Linked DNA regions of Hordeum vulgare: region 2 is linked to region 1. A link is a contact called in public Hi-C data. All regions are on one chromosome and are shown on one strand. The core of a region is the stretch at or near the end of the contact, and the rest is flanking DNA. Distances in the headings are between cores, read along the strand shown.

Region 1 (4,540 bases), core at 1,538-4,037:
CGTCCGACGATAGACCGAATTCGGTGCCGCTACGGTCGACCGTTCGGGTACCAGACGGTCTCCGATCGCGACGAAATTCGACAGGCGGCCTACCTATAACTAATCACGACCGCATGCCAAGTTTCACCTCGATCAGAGAAAGTTTTACGCACACTTTTTAAAACATGGATTCGACGGTGCCGCGGGCGCGTGCGTGTGCGGTCGGGCTCAGAACGGACAACGACGAGAAACGGCATCTAACATCGGATGCAAGTTTTGAAAACTGACGGCACGGAGATGCCGATGCAATGCAGATGATGCGCATGATGCGATGATGATGCAACAAATTAAAATAACCACACGACGAAAACGGAATAAAGGGGGAATCTTCTGGGGCGTCGGTCTCGGACTGTCACAAGGTCATAGAAGGATATGGAAGTGAATTGGCAGTCCACGACTTGCCATTAAAAAGGACGTGACAAGTTCACTGGGCACCTGTCATGCGGTTTCGGGGGTGGACGATGAAGTGCCGCATGCGCTTTCATCTGAACAAAAATTCGTCTCAAATTTACGTCAAATTTAGGTTGAGGTGGATACGGGACAAACAGTTTTTTGTCTTGCCATGCCATTTGTCCATTTTGACCTAAACACACATGGACGGACCAAATGGGGTCACGCGTTGGAGTTGGCCTTAAACGGGTTTGATTACTTGATTTTGTCAACATGAATTGATACTACCCAACAAGGTGAACGCGTCGACAAAAAAAACCTATGGCACATAATTATTTGGACCCTTATAAATGCCACACGTGTGACATAAATCAATTCCGCTCACATGTGTGGGCTAAAAGTGGTCGGGCTAAACGCCCTTCTAGCGACCCATTATGACACGTCAACATTTTTATTTCTCAAAAATGCATGTCAACTAGGACAGAAACACATGATGTCAGCGGGAATCTTTTAATTCTTAAAATCTTAAAATGTTTTATCTCTTAAATGAAAATTCAGATTTAAAAAACATTTTCACCATTAAATCCGCCGTCACGAGATCGTTGAAACTAGATCTCATATCGACATGTTTCTACGACTTTTTTGAGTTAAAAACTTGCCATGTCTATTGCGCATAAATTGCCATTATGATTATATTAAAGTTGCCATGATATATTTCAACTACGTTTTCTTTTATGTTTAAAGTAAATTTTAACATGTTATAAAAAAGAATTAAGAAACTAAACTTGCCATGATGAATTACTAAATTTTGCCATGATCCATGAATTAAATTTGTCATGGTTCATAAATAACAATAGATATGTCTCCGGTTACTTTAAAAATGCTTGATCAATGGCTAAAATTTGCCATGAACAATAAACTAGAATTGCCATGGTGAATTACTTAAATTTTTCATGATATGCACTCAAATTTGCCATGGTTCATAAAAAATATTTTCCATGTTCAACATAGTAGAATTGATATTACCAAATACTAAAATTGCCATGATCTATAAACTCAATTTGCCATGATGAATTACTAAAAATTGTCATGATCCATGAATTGAATTTGTCATGGTTAATTACTAAAATTTACCATGGTCAAATAATAAAAAATACCATAAAAAGTAATTGAAATATTGATAGCTTTAAACCTAAAATAAAAAAACAAGATGAAACATGTCGTGGCAACTTTATTTTAAACATTATAGTAATTTCAGTGTAAACATTATGACAACTTTTGATCCAAAAGAAATATCATCGAAACATATTAATATGAGATCTTGTTTTGAAGATCTCGTCGAAACGAATTTAATGATCAAAACGGTTTTTTAGTTAAATTTTTTATTTAAAAGATAAAACATTTTTAAGTTAAAAAAACTCATGTTGATGTCATACTCCCTCCATTTCGATTTATAGGGCTTAAATCTGAAATATCATCAACCAAGGTGAATTGTGAATGGATGACAATAGTTCTAACTAATCAATAAAATGTTTTTCACATATTCAATTTCCGAGGGCAATAAATGTAGCATCCTTTCTTCCATTGAACTTGTATGATGCATATAAAAAAGATACATGCATAGCCACTATTTTTTTTCTTCTTTATAAATTAAATATGCGTGAAACTCAAAACACTTTAACTCAACTAGACTCAAAATGAACCTAATATAATAAAAATCTAAAATTTTGAAGATGGGTCCGAGAAACCAAAAAGGAGGGAGTATATTAGATCTGGCAAGATAGATGATTTACCAAGACATGTGAACCATGTTACTCCTTCCGTCACGGTTTAGAAGGCGTGCATGAAAATTCTCTAGAATGTAGATGGTTATTGGCTGTGAAATGAATTAAAAAATAGTATTCACACTACGCATGCATACAAAAATTAATACAACGGAATACTAATTAGATGTTAGGAGTAAATGCAATGCGTCTTAAACCTTGTCTATTATAAAAATACATGTAAATTTAACCGTGTCTTTTAAACCGTGACGGACGTACTATTAGTTTGTGTCGCAACTCATTTAACCAAGCGAAGGAACAAAGAACCAGGACGTTCCACCTGTAGACTGTAGCGGAACAACTATTCACGCCAATTGTATTCTAGCACAATAAATGCCGGTATATTCCAGAGGGCTCCGCCACAACCATCATTAATTTCCAAAAGCAAAAAAACGGAGAAAAAGAGCTGGAGATGAGATGCGACCCGCCAAAGCCAAAGAGCGCAGCGGAGAATCACGGGCGCGGGGCCGAGAAAAGCGACGCCTCTTGCGTTCCAACGGCAAAGACAAACCAGCACGGCAGCACCGGCACTGCACTGCACTGCACAGTGCACACTGTCAGCGTGGAGCACACATCGGTGCGACAGCGAGGCGGCCATCCATCCCACCACTTCCCCCTCATCCTCCCCGCGGCTCAACCAAAACCTCAAACCCCAGCCAGCCGGTCGGCCTCCACAGAAAAGAAAGCAAAAAAGCAGCAGGGAGAGAGAGGAAAGGATGGAGGCCCTCGTCTCCACCGCCGCCGCCTACGCACCCTTATCCTCGGCCCGCGTCCACCGCCGGCCGCCCACCCGCTCCGTGGCCTTCAGCGCCCCGGCACGACGAGGCTGGCGCTGCCGCTCCGCCACGCCGACCAGGCCCGACCCGGTGCCGTCCGAGGAGCCGGCGTCGGGGTCCGCCGCCACCACCACCACCACCGTCGTCACGGACAAGCCCGACGCGCCAGCCGGGGAGGAGAAGGGCGGGGAGCCCTCCGGTGGAAGCGGCGGGTTTGTGGAGGTGACGGTGGAAGATGCGCCGGTGTCGCCGCCGGGGGAGCCTGAGGAGGGCGGCGGCGGCGTGGACGACGTACTGAGCAAGGTAGTGCCGCGCTGAAAGCTCACTCTTCTCTGCTCGTTCGCTGCTCTGCTTTCTACTACTAGCTTCCGAGGAGATCCTATCTGTTCAGAGAACACAAGACCAGGGAGTTATACCAGACCTTTAGGTGACCAAGATACACTGACTTACGCAGAATTCATATCTGTTAACCAGATCCTATCTGTTAACGATTGCAATTGGATGCCCGCCTTGAATGCCTTGAATACAACGGCAATTGCCTTAGATTGTCTAAAACTGAAACACTGTTCTCTTTTTTGCATCAAGCTGAATTAGTGTTAGTGCGCCTACTGATGCAGAAAAATAAATGATGCTTTTTTAGCAGGATAAATATTTACACGTTTTTTATGAGATGGATCATATGCCATACTTGAGTCGGAATGTCAATAGCAGTGACATGAAAGAGCCAATAGAGTATAACATAAAAAAAATGGCAAACCAACCAGTGAAGAATCCAATTTTCCTGACTCTTATGACAGCATCGCTGTTCAAGCTTATGGTAGATCTCAGTGTGGCTGTTGAAGTGAAATCAAGAACAGCAACAGTGTGACATGGCTGTGCAAAAAATGGTTCTGCCAACCAACTTGCAAATGCAAATGTGAGGATTGCTAGGCTGGGCGGTTAGGATCTACTGCAGGATATGCCAAGATCTAGAGCTCCATTTACACAAACGGCCATGAAGTTGCACTGTGTTAATCAGATGCCACACAAAATAACTTAATTATGTTGCTCAAATGAAGCCAGACTATGTATCAAACCCTAGAAAAGAGTATATGCATCACATTAACCTCAAATTTCTACTTTCCAGATTTTGAACTTATAAGGATATTATGTACCTCTGTTTGTTCCTGAATACATTTTGCAGTCTTGGACCAGTTGATTGCTATCTGTTGCTCACAGAGTCACACTCACTTTGGGCTTGCTCATTTCAGCTGGACATCGAAGTGACACCCACTTATGTCCTCCTCGGAGGTGGTGCTTTGATTGTTCTGTTGATTCTATCTAAAATCATATCTGCGATTGATTCTGTTCCCCTGGTATGTGGTTATGCCGTCACTGAATAGATCCGTGCGCACTTAAAAACCTACTGCTCCACGTATGATAAACCACACGAATCACTTGTTGCAGCTTCCGAATGTGCTGGAAATCATAGGAACTGGCTACTCAGTCTGGTTCGTCACACGGTATCTCCTC
Region 2 (4,125 bases), core at 1,194-3,693, 230 kb before region 1:
TCGGTCGCCCGTGAGGGGGTCCGAGACGACGAAAACCAGGCTCCTGTCCTGCACCATGTGGACGAGCACGCGGCCGTGGCGGCAGTCGAGGGTGGTGGGGTGCTCGCCGTCGCGGTCGGAGCCCGGGTAGGGGAAGTCCGGCATCGACGTGGTGGAGGCAAAGCGGTGCGCGGGGCCTCCTTGGAGGACCTGGAGCATGTGGAGGAGGCCGAGGAGGGGAGGGGCACCATGGAAGTCGCGGTAGCGGCGGCAGAAGGCGGGGTCGCAGACGATGCGGAGCCACGACTTGCAGACGATGGCAGCGCGGAAGAGATGCTCGGGCTCGTCCGGAGGGAGGCGTAGGAGTACCTCGCCGACGAGCTCGTCCAACAGCTCCGTCGGCGGCGCCATGGTACGGTAGTGGTCGGCGGAATGGATGGGGGTCGCCGCCGCCCGCCGGGTCGGGTGGGGAGGAGACGAGGAAGTGAGTGACGGCAAGGCACGCACGGCCCGTTCTACTTGGTTCGGTTCGACCAGGGTCTGGGCCGCAGGCTGGGTACATCTTATTCGGAGAAAAAAAATAAGAACATCGAGATGCAATTTTTATTCTTTTTAACACAATACAAACACAAACATTCATATTTTTTTATTTTTCTGTGGGGTCTTTGTTCTTTTCTCCATGTTTTTTGGACTATCTTTTCTTTTTCTATTTTCTTTACATATCTCTGGTTTTTTGTTTCTTTCTTAATTTTCATCCGTTTTGTTTTGTTGCTCCTTGTTTTCTCATGGGTTTTCATGGTTTTCTTAGGGTCTTTCATTCCTTGATTTTCTATCACTTTTCTTTGTTTCCTTTATTTTTCCTTGAACACATGTCTACATTTTTATACACATTTTAAAATTTTATGTACACATTGGAAATATTCATACACATTTAACATTTTCAAATACATAATTAACATTAAAAATATATTTGATGATTATTATTTTCATACACATTGTACATTTGTGGTATATACTTCCTCCATTCTTAAATATAAGTCTTTTAAAAAGTTTCACTAGGAGACTACATACGGATGTAAATAGACATACTTTAGAGTATATTTTGCTCCGTATGTGGTCCCTATTTAGGAATGGAGAGAGTATAAGAAAAAATAATAAACATGTTTAACCTTTTTTAAATATATGAGTAACATTTTTAATACACAATCAAGATTTTTTTTAAATGCCTTTTACATTAAACTTTTTAAATACATATTCTACATTTTTCATACAAATTCGAAATATATCTTTTTGTACACATTTAATTTTCTAGAAATACTACATGATTATTAATATTTTCATTTTTTTTGTCTTTGGTGACTACATTTTCAGACATATTGTACATTTTTTGTATATACCAGGAACATTTTTCTATACACGGATAAAGTTTTTGCAATATATGATTAACATTTTTCTTATACACGATCAACACTTTGTAAAATTATGTTTTACGTTTAATTTTTAATACATGTTCTATATTTTTTGTATACACAGGAATATTTTTTGTACACATTTAAATTTTTTAGAGAGATGATTAGTTTTTTTTAAATGCTTGATTAATATTATTTTAAATCCAGGACAAAAAAATTCACACAATGTATTTTTTGTATATATTTTTAGTATACATTAGAAACACTTTTATCCACGCAATTAACATTTTACAAATGCTTTGTTTTCATTTTTTTCAAAACAAATGTAATTTTTTTTGTTATATACATTTTGAGATATTTGGAAGTATAAGAAAAATTATGAAAGAAAAGCAAACAACAGCAAAAAAACATGAAAATAAAAACAAGATGTTGCCACCCGCGAGCTGGGCGGTCTAGTCTCGCGCTCGATATAGTGAGCTTATCCTAGGTCTTGTGTCATGCGAGACATAGTAGCCCCCTAAATTTAAACCAAACATTCAAAATTTATTTCACGTGTAACAATCCCTGCTAGGTTGGCCCACATGGATTAGGAGGCCACGACCTCGGCCAATCTACGTGGATTAAGCCCAGACCCTTTTTAAAAGAACACCACACTTTACTTATCAAATAAGTTTACTGGGATACATAGGTGATCCATGGATCATTAAACCACATCTAGCGATCTTACAGAGTGTAATGACAATCTAGCTAGTCTGTGTGTCTTATCACTGCTTGCGCGGTACTCATTGACAAATACTCACTCCGTCTTAAAATTCTTGTTTTAGGTTTGTTGAGAAATTGATGTATCTAAATATTAAAACTTGACTAGATACATTTATATATATATACAAATCTAAGACAAGGAATTTTGAGACGGAGGGCAAATTCACAACTCTGGAGTTGCCTCTGGGCCCGAACTAAACACGGCTAGGGACTCTGGGCCTGAGCCCAGACACATCGGTCTCGCGCACCAGCATAGCCTGCGCCGGCAAGTGCAAGCCCCTAAAAAAAATAGTGCAAACCCTCCTATTCCGACCTTCCCAAATTCCCCAACCATGGCGGCTGTAGCTGTTACACGCCGCAGGCTCTCGGCGCTCCTCCTCTCCCCCCGTGCGATACCCCGTCGCTTCCTCCTCCTCGCCGGCGCCGCTGCCTCCGCGTCCTCCGCCCACCCCTCTCCGTGGGCGCCGCCGTCGCGAGGGGCGAAGACGGCGTTGCCGGGAAGGCCCGGCCATTCTCCGCTTAACGACCCGTCCCCGAACTGGAGCAACCGGCCGCCCAAGGAGACCATCCTGCTGGATGGCTGCGACTACGAGCACTGGCTCATAGTCATGGAGTTCCCCGCCGACCCAAAGCCCTCCGAGGAAGATATGGTGGCCGCCTACGTCAAGACCCTCACCGCCGTGCTCGGAAGGTATGCGCACTTCTCTGGTTCTGCTATTCATCAGTCTGCGTTTATTTAGATTCTTCGAAAGCATTCTGTATGTCCGGGAACACCGGCCTTGTCCTTGCTGCTTGGTGTGATTTCATCTTCAGGCATATCCGTTCTTTTACGACTAGGGCGGATCATTCATAGTCCCAATCAGTATTAGAGAAACTTTAGTAGAGTCAGCTATATCCCCGGTCATGTATGGGATATGGAGGCCGTGCCAGCGACCGCTGTGCGCAAACACAGAGTTGCCATAATGCGGCCTTCATATCTTTTCTTTTCTGTTCTTTTGTTGCATCAACTCAAAAATCCACACACTCAATTTGAGGTACTAAAACACTAATTTGTGATAACATTGCATTACAAAGTGGTTAAGTAGAAGTAGAAAAGTTGATTGGCGACATTTATTTACTATGTCTTGGAGAAGCACTAGTTGCTCCCCACCGCGACTATGGTGAATGCAGTGCAAGCACACATGCATATGTGACGAGTCGACTGGTCCTCTACGCACGACGGTGTGACGGTCCAGCGACCACGTCTTCGTCCCATTCCTGCCGGCGGTAGTCAAGGTCGGAGACAGATTTTTCAAGACGGGCAAGCCCCAATGTGGTGCGGCTTGTCTCGATGAATGACACCATGTTCATATCGATTGTGTGCCATCTGATGCGCTCCCTCTCAGCCGCCGAGTCCATTTGTTGATCCTTGTAATGGAGCCGGATGGCACGGTCTCTCTTCGCCCGCAACGCCTTCCCAACGCCGGTATGCTTGAAGATTTCTCCGGGGCGGATGGCTGAGGCGTGGGCGGCGTAGCGCTCATCCAGTGCCTCCTTAACAGAGAGGCGGCAGGGAGCACGTGGTGCCCGGTATGAGCTGCGTGGGCGAGCCCTCGCGTGCTCATATGGGATTTGCACTTAGTCGTGTTGGATATCCCAAACAACGCAATGTGTTTTGGGATTTCAGTCCGACCACTCCTCCTGCGCGGGATCCTACAACGCGGCATCCTGCTCCATGGCCTCCTCCATCGCCTTGCAGCAATGCCACTCCTGCTCCTCGGCGATGAGGTCAGCCTTCTCCGACGCTTCCTCCTCATCAAAGATCCACTCCTCCTCCGAGAGCGAGACCCAGTTTCACCCAGGGAAGCGGCATAGTTTCACCCGGGGAAGCGGCATGGTGCAAGGAGAAAGAAAGTGGCTACAGGCAGCGGTGTTGGAAGTGGAGGTTGTGAGCTATCCGGCCATGGGACGACCTTTTTATAGCCGTGGGCGGCGG

What was found. A called contact is a pair of places that touch in the nucleus more often than the background predicts.
Region 2: a Hi-C map of leaf shows a contact between it and region 1, with 4 times the contacts expected there. The contact joins the promoter of LOC123401805 here to the promoter of LOC123402411 in region 1. A contact is called at or near these places in 2 of 6 Hi-C or Micro-C datasets (leaf and seedling).

Annotation. Positions count from the first base shown.
Region 1 is chr6H:513,007,687-513,012,226 of MorexV3_pseudomolecules_assembly, reverse strand. It overlaps LOC123402411, which reads left to right and starts at 2,787. Exons shown (of 4, transcript XM_045096335.1): 1 at 2,787-3,331; 2 at 4,279-4,383; 3 at 4,475-4,540. The coding sequence starts at 2,969.
Region 2 is chr6H:513,236,534-513,240,658 of MorexV3_pseudomolecules_assembly, reverse strand. LOC123401805 (multiple organellar RNA editing factor 3, mitochondrial-like) reads left to right here and starts at 2,443. Exons shown (of 4, transcript XM_045095655.1): 1 at 2,443-2,841. The coding sequence starts at 2,483. It also overlaps the pseudogene LOC123401806.